2 separate regions of the Zea mays genome follow, and region 2 is linked to region 1. The links are chromatin contacts, called in public Hi-C maps. All regions are on one chromosome and are shown on one strand. The core of a region is the stretch at or near the end of the contact, and the rest is flanking DNA. Distances in the headings are between cores, read along the strand shown. Region 1 has its middle 73 kb from the start of LOC103629915. Region 2 holds the start of LOC100273706.

Region 1 (6,923 bases), core at 1,428-3,927:
AAGCCTGTGAGTGGCTAGCCGAAGCAACAGAAGTTGTAGGATGATTGCCCACATATTCTGGTATGTAGGGAGAGTGGCACGAAGTAGTGTGCAAGACATGCTTCGGTTGATTCTGCCGAGCTTCGGCTCCTGGTATCTCCTTTTGCTTCAGAATAGTGATTTGGCACATTCTTGTAGTATGGCCCTTGTCCTCACCACAAAATAAGCAATAGATTTTCCTGGGCTGATCCCCATATCTTCCTCCGAAGCCCATTGCGCCTCTGCCCCTTGGAGCTGGTGGTCTAAAGGAGCTTTGTTGTTGCCCCGAAGACTGTGAGGTGTATTGTGGCCTCTGAAGCTGGCTTCCTTTGTCATCATTCTGACTGTAGTTGTGGATTGATCTGACATGCCTAGGGTGGATTCTTCCTCCAAAGCCCCTGGTCATCTCAGAGAATCTGTAAGCTTCCTCCCTTCTTTGGCGAAAATTGTTGTCAGCCCGAATGTACTCATCCATTTTCTGAAGTAGCTTCTCCAGAGTCTGGGGGGCTTCCTAGCGAAGTATTGAGCCGTAGGTCCTGGCCGAAGACCCTTGATCATGGCCTCAATGACAATTTCATTGGGCACTGTGGGCGCTTGTGCTCTCAGTCGTAAGAACCTTCGGACTACGCCTGAAGGTATTCCTCATGGTATTACGTGCACTGGAACAAGGCCTGAGTTGTGACTAACTTCGTTTGAAAGCCTTGGAAACTGGTAACCAGCATGTCCATGAGCTTCTGCCACGATGTGATTGTCCCTGGTCGAAGGGAAGAATACCATGTCTGGGCTACGTTCCGGACTGCCATGACGAAGGACTTTGCCATGACAGCTGCATTGCCTCCGTATGAGGATATTGTTGCCTCATAGCTCATCAAGAATTGCTTTGGGTCCGAGTGTCCATCGTACATGGGTAGCTGGGGTGGCTTGTAGGATTGTGGCCATGGGATAGCCTGCAATTCTGCTGCCAAGGGAGAAGCATCATCAAAAGTAAAGGTATCATAATTAAAATCATCGTACCATCCATCTTCGTTGAACAAGCCCTCTTGATGAAGCTCCCTGTGTTGGGGCCTTCGGTCTTGATCATCTTGAGCAAGATGACGTACTTCCTTAGTAGCTTCATCGATCTTCCTTTGAAGATCGGTCAGCCGAGTCATCTTCTCCTTTTTCCTTTGCACCTGTTGGTGGATGATCTCCATGTCCCTGATCTCCTGGTCCAACTCCTCCTCCTGGAATGTTGGACTAGTGGCCTTTCAATTCTGGCTTCGAGCCTCTCGGAGAGAGAGAGAGTCTCCTGGTTTGTGTCCAGTGGCTGTAGTGCAGCCCCTGGCGCTGTTATCTTCTTCGGCGGCATGACGAATGTCGATGTTTTGCCAAAGGTTGTGGAAGTGAGTACACCGGAGGTGGGCGCCAATGTTGCAGACTTGTTCTCAAATGCTATGAATTAAGAACAAGGCAACACAAAAATAGGTTAATGGTTAATGCCCTTCGTCCTTCGAAGTATTATTTCCCTAAGGACATAACGATCTTCGAACAAAAGTCATGAAGGACGTACCTTCATCATCACAACATATATCAATGAAAGACGAAGCATATGAAACATGAGAAATAACATGAATAATCATATGACACTGTTAATATATCTTTTATTATATAATCATGAATGGATAAGAACTATATTGAATTACATTTATACCTTCGGTTTGACAGAAGGCAAAGGTACAAGCGTGATGCACGAGCGAGTACAAGTCAGCGTGAACAGTACAGGGTACTGTTCATCTATTTATAGGCACAGGACGCAGCCTGTGTAAAATTACATTTATGCCCTTTATATTTACTATTGACTCATGGACAACCCAACGAGGATTAGATAGCATTTTCCCCTTTAGGTCGGTTCCTTTTTTTACTGCTGAGCCGAAGCTCCCTTGCGCGTAGCTTCGGAGCAGCATCAACCTTCGTCTCGACCATGCTTTCCACATCGTGTACGATTTTAACCCGAGTCCGAAGGTGCCTATTCATATATTACACTTGGGAAACATTGTTAAATCATGTTTTTGAGGACCTTCGGGAGACGAAGGCCCCCAACAATATCTTAGTCAAATTATCATCATGGACCAGATTAACTTTGGTCAAGAGGATTAAACTACTAATCATAGGCTAAACCAATATTTATTTATAAAAATATGCTTTATGGTACAAATAATGTCGCCACTGCGTAGACAATTTTATTACGAAGCTAATGCAACTTGAACGGGTTAAATCGGAGTTAAAACGCGAAAGAGATTTTTTAACCCTTTGTATTTATTTTTATATTATAAATCAATTTCTAGAATTCCTTTATAAAGTTAGGGGCTATTTTACAAAATTCTGGGACCTAAATGTAAGGATTCCATTATAGCCATGGACGGTGGATTAGTATTTGAGTTCCTCAAGGGCTTTTATGTAAAGAGGCGTGCGGCGAAGGGGTATGATTTATTATGGGCCGCTCAGATCTAAATCATCGGCACAGATTAGACCATTCATCCAAGTGAACCGGTTGCGCTATCGGCCGTTGATTGTGAGATTTGCGGTGAGGATTTAATTAAAACGAGATCCACCCATGATCCTCCGATTCGAATCCAACGCACCTGCTTTGAACACTGACATGGTACCCTCATATTTAATCCAGACCGTCAATCAAGGGCGGACGGCCACCGCGCTCTCCTCCTTCCCACGATGCCTCCCAGGCAGCGCCGCCCCGCAAGCACGGCGGAGGGTATGTCGGAGCGTTGCGATTTCGCATAGCAATGCCCCATCTCATGCGTAGTGGTGAACCCAGCAGACTAGATCAGGGTGACGTACCGGCGGGTGAGGAGTCGACAATTCCTAGACACGGCATCATGCGGCACAGCGGCGGTGGAGAAGATCCGGCGAGAAATCGCCATGCCTTCACAGTCTCCTGCGCTCAGCGATGTAGTTCCCCATGTTCACCACCTCCTAGCACACCTCCCACATCGCACGTAAGTCACCAATCTACGCTGTGCTCAACTAGCGACGGTGGCGGTGGTCGGGACCCTCTCTGTTCTCTCTCTACGTGAGCCCTTGGTTCATGGTGCTCTCCCGTGATGAAGACAACTAGGGGGTGCTGTGCTCAGTAGTTATCTGTCGGGGCCAAGGAATCCGCAAGACCGGTAGCAGAGCAACGCGGGAACCACGGCATGCGTTTGCGACAGATCCCGACATTGGTGGGTTTGAGGTTGACGCTGACGGTGCGGGCCCAATGGCCGGTGTCACGGCGTGCGTCCAGTGTAGATGTGGCGGGAGCGGCCTATGATGGGTGGGCCCCACATGTCGGCACGGAAGCTGAGCAGGCTGGTACAGAAGAGTAGTAAATGGGCCAGGGAGGGAATTCAGCCAAGGTAGTGTAGGTCTTCTTTTTTTTCTTTCTTTTTATGTTTTCTTATTCCCCCAATAATTTCCAAAACTAAATTTTGAATTTAATCTTAGATTTAGATCACTTTTGTACTTCAAACTCACGTTAAATACATAATCAAAACTTCAACATGGATGCAGAGTTTACTTTACATACATTAATTATTTTATCCATGCTTTGAAACATGTAACTCAATAAGGGACAATTCATACATTATTCATTTTTTAGAAAAAAATATTACTTCTTGAGTGTATCAATATTGAAAAATACATTCGAACATTTATTACTTATTTAATTTAGAATAAGTTGATATAAAATCTTACCAAGTGTTATTAAAATATTTATAAAGAGTGCTTTATAGCTTAGAAAGGGAGTAATAAATAGATTGAAAGTCTTACTTTTATTCTGTGTTCCAAAATGTTAGTTTAAAATTTTGGATCTAAGTTTTGAATACCAACTCTTCATATAACTTTGGAGAGATGTACTTTATAAAGAAAAAAGGAATCTATTAAAAGACATTTTATCTCAAACTTTATTTTTGGCAATAATCCTTATAAACCTCAAAATAGGATTTTGGGTGTTACAAATGGCTAGCCAACATTGTGATGGTGAAGAAGGCCAATGGAAAGTGGATAATGTGCATTGATTTCACAAATCTCAACAAGGCATGTCCGAAGGATGGATTTTCCTTGCCAAGAATGGACTCACTCATAGATGCGGCAGCCACTTCGGAGCTTATGAGCCTGCTCGACTGTTACTCAGGTTATCATCAGATTTGGATGAAGGAAAAAAGATGAGCCCAAAACAAGCTTCATAACCCCTAGTGGAACTTATTGCTACCTTGAAATGCCTTAGGGGCTCAAGAATGCTGGAGGAAGCTTCAGCATGATGACTTCCAAAGTTCTCTGCACTCAAATTGGGAGGAATGTTTTGACATATGTTGATGATATCATAGTCAAAAGTACGAATCAAGAAAATCACATTGCTAATTTGCAAGAAACATTTTTCAATTTCAGAAAAGCTGGCCTCAAGTTAAACCAAGAAAAATGCGTCTTCGGGGTAAAGAAAGGAAATTTCCTTGGACGTCTAGTATCAACAAAGGGGATTGAAGCTAACCCAAACAAAATAGAAGCTATACTTCGGATGGAACCACCAAAGTCAAGAAAAGGTGCTCAAAGATTGACAGGTAGGCTGGCATCATTAAATAGGTTTATTTCAAGATCAGCAGAAAGGAACCTGCCATTCTTCGAAGTGCTAAAGTTAGCCGAAGTCTTTCAATGGGGGCTAGTCCAATAAAAGGCCTTTGAAAATTTGAAACAATATCTTATGCAGTTGACAACCTTGACCCCACCTTCATCAGGAGCCTCCTTGTTATTGTATGTAGCTGCTTCCCATGCAGCAGTTAGTGCAGCACTGGTACAAGAAAAGTAAGATGAACAAACAAAGAAACAAGTCCCAATTTACTTCATCTCTGAAGTACTAAGAGCCTGTTTGGTTCGTGGTTATTTGTGCCACACTTTGCCTAAGGTTAGTCGTTTGAATTGAATAACTAACCTTAGGCAGAAAAGTTAGGCAAAGTGTGGCAATTTAGGCAGCCAACCAAACAGCCCTTAAGTCCATCGAAAAGAAACTACACAGAATTAGAGAAGGTACTGTATGCTGTACCGATGGCCTCCAGGAAGCTTCGGCACTATTTCTAGTCCTACCACATCATAGTTCCTTCGTCTCAACCTCTAAAGGACATCATAAGAAACAGAGAAGCCACAAGAAGGGTTGACAAGTGGGCTACAGAGTTGAACGACTTCACCATTGAATTTGTTCATAGGTCCTCGATTCAGTCTCAAGCTCTAGCAGACTTTATTGTCGATTGGATGCATGGGGCTCATGAAGAAGTGCACCCAGCAGATACCGAAGCCTAGACAGCTATGATGGGTCATGGGGAACCTTCGGCATAGGTGTAGCTGCTATTCTAATTTCACCATAAAAAATCAAAACCTGATATACAACCAGATTGGAGTTCAATTGCACAAACAACATTGCAGAATACGAAGCTGTCCTCTTGGGGCTTCAAAAACTTAGGGCCATGGGGATAAGAAGGACAGTCCTTAAATCTGATTCTCAAGTCATCACAGGACAGGTTGACAAAAGCAGCAAGGAAAGAGACTCGAAGCTTGAAAAATATATTGACATAGTCCAAAGGATGGAGGCCTCCTTTGAAGGATTTTCAGTGAAAAACATCCCAAGAGGAGAGAATGAACATGCAGATTTGCTAGCTAAATCAGTGGCACAGGGGCTCTCGCTTCCTTCAGAAGTATTCTTTGAAACTCTCAAAGCACCTTCAGTCGAGCTCATGGAAATAGCGGTGCTTACAATATCACCTTTGCATAGCGAGGATTGGAGAACAGAAATTGTATATTTCTTCTAGGGAAATTATCCTTTGGATGATGAAGTTTACATAAAAAGGATGCATGCCAGGACAAGGCCATATGTAATTATAGGAGAATTGTTCAAACAAGGAGTTTGGTCCCCATTATTAAAATGCCTATCCAGAGCCGAAGGTCAAGAGCTGATGAAGGAAATACATTCAGGAATATGCGGAGCCCACATTGGATCTAGACCACTCCATGGAAAAGTTTTTAGACAAGGATTCTATAGGCCGAAGGCTGCTTCGGACGCAACGGATTTGGTACAAAAATGTGAAAACTGTCAGAAGTGTGCCAGGGATCAGAAATAACCTTCATCTCTAACACAACTGATTCAACCCACTTAGCCATTGCAAAGATGGGGACTAGACTTATTGGAACCACTTCCACCAACCTTAGGGAATTTGAGATATGTTGTAGTAGTAGTGGAATATTTTTCAAAATGGATCGAAGCTAAACCATTGGCTATGATAACTTCCGCCACAGTTCAAAAAAATTCCTAGCAAAATATCACTTGCCGCTTTGGTGTGTCGAAGGCTATCACAGTTGACAATGGAACACAGTTCGACTCCGAAGCATTTAAAGCCTTTTGTGATAGATTGGAACGAAGATACATTTTGCATCAGTAAGACATCCATAATCCAATGGTTTGGTAGAACGGGCAAATGGAATCATCATCACAGGAATAATGAAATTAATATTTAATCTTTCAAAAGGAAAGTGGCCAGACGAATTGGTGAAATTGCTGTGGAATCATAACACTGTTGTCTCGAGGTCAACAGGGTGCACTCCTTTTAAGCTTTTGTTCGGAGACGAAGCAATAACACCAGAAGAAGCAAAAGCAGGATCGATAAGGACTCTAACCCCAACAAAAGACGAAGATATTTGCAAAGTATCAAAAGACACCATAGAAGGGGTCAGACTTCAAGCAATAGATCATATCAATAAATACCAAGCCGAAACAGTAAAATGGTGGGACAGAAAAGTGAGATTAAAGAATATTAAGCCAGGACATTTGGTGCCTCAAAGAGTAGCCAACCCAGAAACAGTAGGGAAGCTACAACTCAAATGGCAGG
Region 2 (6,923 bases), core at 1,490-3,989, 230 kb after region 1:
TGTTATTTTGTGAGTTGTAGGAATTCACAAAAAATAAGGAGAATTTTGACCTTCCTGTAATTCATTATGTTTGACGACTTTGTGTGGTCATCGGACATAAGAGTATGAGGTCCGACGACTATCCGTTGGCCATCTGACATACCATTCACTTAAGTCTGATGGCCTGTATGCAGCAGTGGATATAAGTTGGTTATGTCCGACGACCCGCATGCAGACCATCGGACATAACGCTGTAGGACCCATTGGATGCCATCACGGCCATCACATAGTTTAGCCGCCAACGTCCCCTAGCGGTCGTCAGACATAACTTATCTCTGACAGCAACAATCAGAGATAGGCCCTAATCCATCGAATTATGTACATACATATATGCCACTATATAATCCACCAGTTTAAACTTTGCAAAACCCGCCAAACCAAATCACCCCACACCCATAACCTCCAGTAAATCCACCAAACAAATTGCACCAAGACATAACATAGTATTAAAACCAACGGTTCAGATCGCTGGATAACCCCCTCATACTTAAATCCAATGAACAATATTATTTGGATCATCCCTTATCACTTATCCTTCATCCCCCATCAAACGTGGCTGTGTCACCCCCAGCCTCCCCTCCCCAGTCTCCCGCGTCCTCGCCGCCCTCTCCTCCTCGCTCGTGTCGCTTCCGCCAGACCAGCAACCCTTCCCATCGTGTTGCTTCCATCGTCGACCCCTCCTTTCCACAGGATCGCAGCATTAACAGACGCTATATACTAGTGTGTGTACATACATACATACACACACTAGCCAATTGCCCGTGTTTTATTGCTACGATTGTTATATATCATATAAATATGTATTGAGATATCAATTCAATTATAATTATTGTTTATTTCTAAACACTGGGGTAAGTGTCATCTGGTGGTTAGCCCCAAATTTATGGAGTAGGGGGGCATGGGGTTGGAGTGCTCGCTTTGTACTATTTTTTGCGCGATGTGGTAGCGGGATCGGGTGATAGGCAAGGGCAGTAGCTAGCTGCATGTGCGCTGGGGTCCACAAGACAGTAGGTGAGAGGCGTGGGCGTTGGGTGTGGGGCTCACAGAGCACGGCACCGAGGTGGGACGGGAAAACCATTTGAAACGTGTTATTTGGAATGTGCTATTTATCTATCAACAAATTTGTTCCAAAAAATCCATCAATACGTGCTACGGCCTACGACTACGATTATGGATAATTAATATAAATATAAGTTTTGGGGTAAGAAAAAGATAAGAGGAGAGCGATCTATAGGCCCCATATATACTTTTTGCATTCGATGATTTAAAAACTGATAATTTTTTTTGAAGAAATATGTTGATACATAAATAGCATTATCCTTATTATTTTCAATATTCTTCAAGTTCAAGGTGATACTAGTCATGCTCCCTCCACCCAGCACTGTAACTTTCCATAAAATATACTTAATTATTATTGCCCTAATCCGCCCCTTCCCACTCCACCATCTAATTGATGCCTACCATTTTTATGGGACACCACATTACCCTTGTCTTTGTTACTGTGACTGTCGTAAGACTTTTATTTGTAGATGGAGAGATGGAATAGCCGATTATATGCTATAAATAAATTAGAGGCGTGGTGACCGAAGATTTATTATTATTATTATTATCCAATGTAGATATGATCTGAATAAAATAGTTTTGAACCGTGGACGCGTCTGTTGGGTCTCTGCAGACAGCTATATACCGAAGGACCCAAAAAAAAAAGAAAACGAAACAAAAAGATAGCAGAAACGATAGGCCAAAAAGTCAACTATGGAAGCTGGTCCACGCATACGTAAACCATGGGTACGTTGCAGCTACTACGTACGTATACTATTGCTTAAGAGTTAAGAGGTTGGAGAGTAATGATGATGTGTAACTGCTGTACGTAGCAATCCCTTCGCCTTTTTGGCCCCATCCAATCAACGTCGTGGGACTAGCCATCTCAATGCAGGCTGTAGACACACTATCCGAATCTGGTTCTTTTCTGATTATTTTTTAGTTTTTTTTACCGAGTATGATGGATAAAAAGTACTCAGTAAAAAAATCGTTGCTGGTACAACATTTTTTTTGCGAGTGTTATATTTAGCAAAGTCTTCGTTGAATGTTTTTCAGGTTTTACGGATTGCTTCAGACACTCGACAAAACAACAGTTTTCGGTAATGATAGAGTTTAAAATATAAAAAATAGAAATGAGTGATCTGATGAAGAAGATAGCCCGACATCCTATCCTACTCGAGTGCAGCAAAGATCGATTATACGTAGCCGTATCATCCACCAGATTTACACGACACACATACGCGGCGAAGCTTCGCCGAGACAACATGATCAGAGAAGTAATTAAACAGATATATAATAGAGTAGAAGGAATAAATAAACAAAAAAAGGGGGGTGGGAACCGAGAGAAGAGGAAAAGCGAGATCAAAAGGTAGCTAGCGAGCGGTCCACATTTCGTCCCTGGGCTGGGTCCAGCACGTTAGCGATATATAGAGAGGTCAGTTACAGAGGAGGAGACGCCACAGCTACAGAGTCAGAAAGAAATGCCTGTGGCTGTGGACTTGTGGTGGACGCGGACGGACCTGGTGGTGTCATGTGTTGTGTGCAGCGACTCGACAGAGAGAGGCGGCGCTGTAGAAAGAAAGGGTCTTGTGTGCTGCGTCCTCCCTCTATTTAAGGGGGCCCTTGGGCGCCCTGTTTTCTTCCTCCCGCCCGATACATTTCTCGTACATCGCTCTCGCTCTCGCTCTCTCTCCTGCTGTCCACGACCGACCAAAGGCGCCGGGCACAGACTCTTCGTCGGATCCAAGAGAAGCTCGCGCCCTCCCCGACCATGGTCTCGGCGGATACCATCCGTACGGCTATCGGCGTCATCGGTGAGTCCCCTGGTCGTCCATTTCATTATTGTTGTCAACTTTGACGAACAGCATACGCCGTACGCATGCATGACGAGCATATCCTCCGGCCGATCACGCGCGGTGGCGCCTGCTGTTTTACATGTCTTTTTTTTTTGTTCCACGTTCTCCTCCTCAGTTTGCTGTTTTACTATCACCGTTGATTTTTTAAATTTTTTTAACTATTCCTCTTGTTTAAAAAATAATGAGTTATCATATTTTTTATTTATTTTATTATTTAAGGTAATTTGTTCTTAACTTAAAATTTTACATTTTTGAATTAATATTTTAAATAAGACGAGTTATCAATGTTTCGAAAAAAATCAACGGTGTCATATTTTTTTTTTTGTAAAATGGAGTAAGCTAGCTTATATGTACATCATTAACTTAATTGCGTTGGTGTTGCTGCAGGCAATGGCACCGCCCTTGTGCTCTTCCTCTCCCCGGTGTAAGAATTTATCGATTCTGCTTCTGCTTGTTATTTTTTATCTACAAATCAAAATAATAAAAAAATAATAAAAACTAGTACTACGCAATCCAGCTTTCTCCTTATAAAGAAATCAATGGATAAATTTAAAAAAAGCAGAGCATCAAACCAAGAAGAAAAACTGATGTCACGAACTTGACAGTTGACTTTTCGCGCAAACAAACAAACAAACACTACGTACTGTGCTCTGCTTATGGATACATACATGCATACTAGTAGCTCATATATGCGTACAAATGCGCCCCGCAGGCCCACCTTCGTGGGCATCTGGAAGAAGCGTGCGGTGGAGCAGTACTCGCCGATCCCGTACGTGGCGACGCTGCTGAACTGCATGATGTGGGTGCTGTACGGGCTGCCGCTGGTGCACCCGCACAGCATGCTGGTGGTGACCATCAACGGCACCGGCATGCTCATCCAGCTGACCTACGTGGCGCTCTTCATCCTCTGCTCCGCGGGGGCGGTGCGCCGCAGGGTCGTGCTCCTGTTCGCCGCCGAGGTCGCCTTCGTCGTCGCCTTGGCCGCGCTGGTGCTCACCCTGGCGCACACGCACGAGCGCAGGTCCATGCTCGTCGGCATCGTCTCCGTCTTCTTCGGCACCGGCATGTACGCTGCGCCGCTCTCGGTCATGGTACGTACGTTGTTTTCACATACATGTCGTTGATTCTTTCTCTCTATGATATGACACGAAGGTAATGTTTGTTTGTTTTCTTACTTACTTACTTACTTGGTGTCTCTGATCTGCTGTGTGTGTCTCTTTTTTTGTATATGGTTGATCAGAAATTGGTGATCCAGACAAAGAGCGTGGAATACATGCCCCTGTTCCTGTCCCTGGCCTCCCTCGCCAACAGCATCTGCTGGACCGCCTACGCGCTCATCCGCTTCGACCTCTACATCACCGTAAGCGACTATTACTAGTATAACGTGTGTGTTGGATAAATTTTACATTCATTTTTGTTTAAACACCTAGTATGCATTCGAACTACCCCGAGCCGCTGTAGCTACTACTACATCATCAGTGGGAATCTGGCAGTAACAAGTCAGGGCATGCATGCTTCAGTTAGCAGGTGGCAACCGTAGTAAACGAGAGAGACCAGTCTTTTAGTAATACATGTAGTGTGCTTGGGCGTTGGGGTCGTCGTCGGTTGATACTTGATAGCAACGTCGCCATCGGAGAACAACGTAACTGAACAGTGCCAATCATTCCCATTCGCCCTAGCGAGAGCTAGCCCCTGCAGCCACCTCTAGTCCAAGTCCAACTACACCTACGACACAAGCCGTGTTGGATGCATGCACTTGATGACATGACGACTCCACCGTCCACCATTCTCTATCCGGCCGGTCTGGACGTACAGGGTGCCGGCTCCGTTCTGGCGCCGTCGCGTTGGCGTCCGCCCGCAGCTACCTGGTGTGGTGGTCGATACTCCCAATGCCGGCAGCAGCAGCGCCATCAGCTTGGATTCATCAAATGCATTTGCATACGTACACCAGTACAAATATATCCCTTGGGTCATCAGCTATCAGCAGGCTAGCTACCAGCAGTACACTTGTACTCGGCGGCCAATTACAGCTGGTTCTTGGATCCTAGCTAGCTATACAGCCTCAGCTCTGCTGTTTTCTTTCTTTCTTTCTTTCTTTCTTTCTTTCTAAACGTACGTACGTATAATGATCGTCAACGATATGATCTCGCATATGCAGATCCCCAACGGGCTGGGCGTGCTGTTCGCGCTGGGTCAGCTGGGCCTGTACGCCATGTTCTACAAGAACACCAAGCAGATCATGGAGGCACGCAGGCGCAAGGCCGACCAGCAGTCAACCATGATGGAGGTGGTCACCGACGCCTCCGCCACGCCGCCCCCGCCACCCAACAACAACAACGGCGGCGGCGGCGGCAACGGCTACTGATCGCATGCAACAGGAAGGACGACGACGATCGACCAGCAAGCAAAAGCCACATACATAGCGTCGTCGTAGCGCCCCGCCGCCCACCGAATGCTTGTTGTTCCGATTCCGATCTCCCCAAGGGGACGATGCTCCGTTGCATTCTCTGCATATCCTACTAATATAACGAAACGAAACAAAACAAAAGACAGCACAAAAGGGCTTGCTGGGTTTCACATTTACCATATATAATCGTCTGCTGCTGTCTTGTTGCTGGTATCACTGCTATTGGAAACCCTTCTTGCTTGTTCTCTCTTCATTCCGCCCGCCGCGTAGGCGTAGCTAGCTGATCGATCGATTTTCACGTCATTTATTGCTCGGCCTTCTTTTAATTTTCCAGTTTCTGTATATACTCCCTTTCATTTTCAGGATGCTCAGTTGTAGGTGAGGTAGTAGTAAGCGTTTGGATTTTTTTCTAGTAGATGAATAGAAGGAAACAATACCCCTCATCTCTATGCTCCTCGTCACCAACAGCAAAAATGCTATTTCCAGTTAGCAACATCTAAACTTGTATCTACAACACTTGAATTAGTTCCTAGACTGTCTCATCTGAAGTAACTTCACAAATTTCGATTATTTTGTTACTCTCCAAAATTAGAACATGATAGCCACGTGAATGTACAGGGAAAAGAATTCCAAAAACAATACCATCAGTTGATCTAGATTCAAATTTATCTTTCTAGATTTTAGCACAGATCAGTATTTGCATCCAAACGCACATGGATGAAAAATGGACTATGTCTTATTTCATTATAATAGTGGCTTTAGTATTTGATAAACTTTGGGCTTACTTTGGTCCTCCAATATCTCCCCCGTTGAAATCAAATGACAAAAAGAAAAAAAAAAGATTTTAAGCACATAGAAAAGGTCAAAAACTTGTGGTCCTTCAAAAGAATTTCTCCTTTAGAGAAAGTCCTCCCATTTGGTGAAGTAATCTCCACTAATAAAAAAGATATACTTCTCTGTCGAAAAACTCTCCTCCTTTTTAAACAATTCTCTACCTTTGGAAAGAATTTTTTTTCCTTTTTTTAGAAAAAATAAATTTTAAAACATGAGAAGATCACAAAAGATTTTTTACTTTATTATATAGACTAAACTCCTCATGTACGCACACATATTTATATGATAAAAGTTAATCTATGAATACTAATAAGAATGGAAACCATATGCATATTCATAAGGGGGCAAATAATATCTAATAATTAATTATAGTCTATATAACATGGAGAAGGCATGTTAGTGTAGCAAAAAAACTTATACAAATTCTAATACCAATCGCAATATGATATCAATTAGCAGTGGAAGTGCATTGCCTTTCTTTGGGATTCCCATTTGCCTTCTGTCATCAGGGGAAATTTGTTGGGGATTGTTCGGCAGCTGACATGCAAGGAGGCGACATGTGCACTGCTACTAGGATTGTCCCTCCTCATTGAGACTCCAGATGTGGGGATCCTAGGGGTGCCACCTGGCTTGACCTGCACCCATGGAGGGTGTGCTGATGTCAATATATCTCTCTACAAATACACAAAAATAAATTAAACGTTAAATTTTGACCAGATCATGTGGATAACCATGTGTTGTTTGCA

Evidence for each region. A called contact is a pair of places that touch in the nucleus more often than the background predicts.
Region 2: a contact with region 1 is called in a Hi-C map of leaf, with 7 times the contacts expected there. The contact joins the promoter of LOC100273706 here to the enhancer-like site in region 1. A contact is called at or near these places in 3 of 25 Hi-C or Micro-C datasets (bundle sheath, endosperm and leaf).

Annotation. Positions count from the first base shown.
Region 1 is chr5:130,066,499-130,073,421 of Zm-B73-REFERENCE-NAM-5.0, forward strand. No RefSeq gene overlaps it. Among protein-coding and RNA genes, the nearest start is that of LOC103629915, 73 kb to the left of the region's middle. Within about 2 kb of position 2,678, at least 16 of the 20 cell types and tissues checked have an H3K27ac peak or open chromatin away from gene starts, as enhancers often do. A contact at or near this core is called in bundle sheath and leaf, where this site is marked.
Region 2 is chr5:130,298,734-130,305,656 of Zm-B73-REFERENCE-NAM-5.0, forward strand. It overlaps LOC100273706, which reads left to right and starts at 2,740. Exons shown (of 5, transcript NM_001148118.2): 1 at 2,740-2,894; 2 at 3,324-3,360; 3 at 3,649-4,027; 4 at 4,177-4,296; 5 at 5,095-5,558. The coding sequence starts at 2,852. The coding sequence ends at 5,301.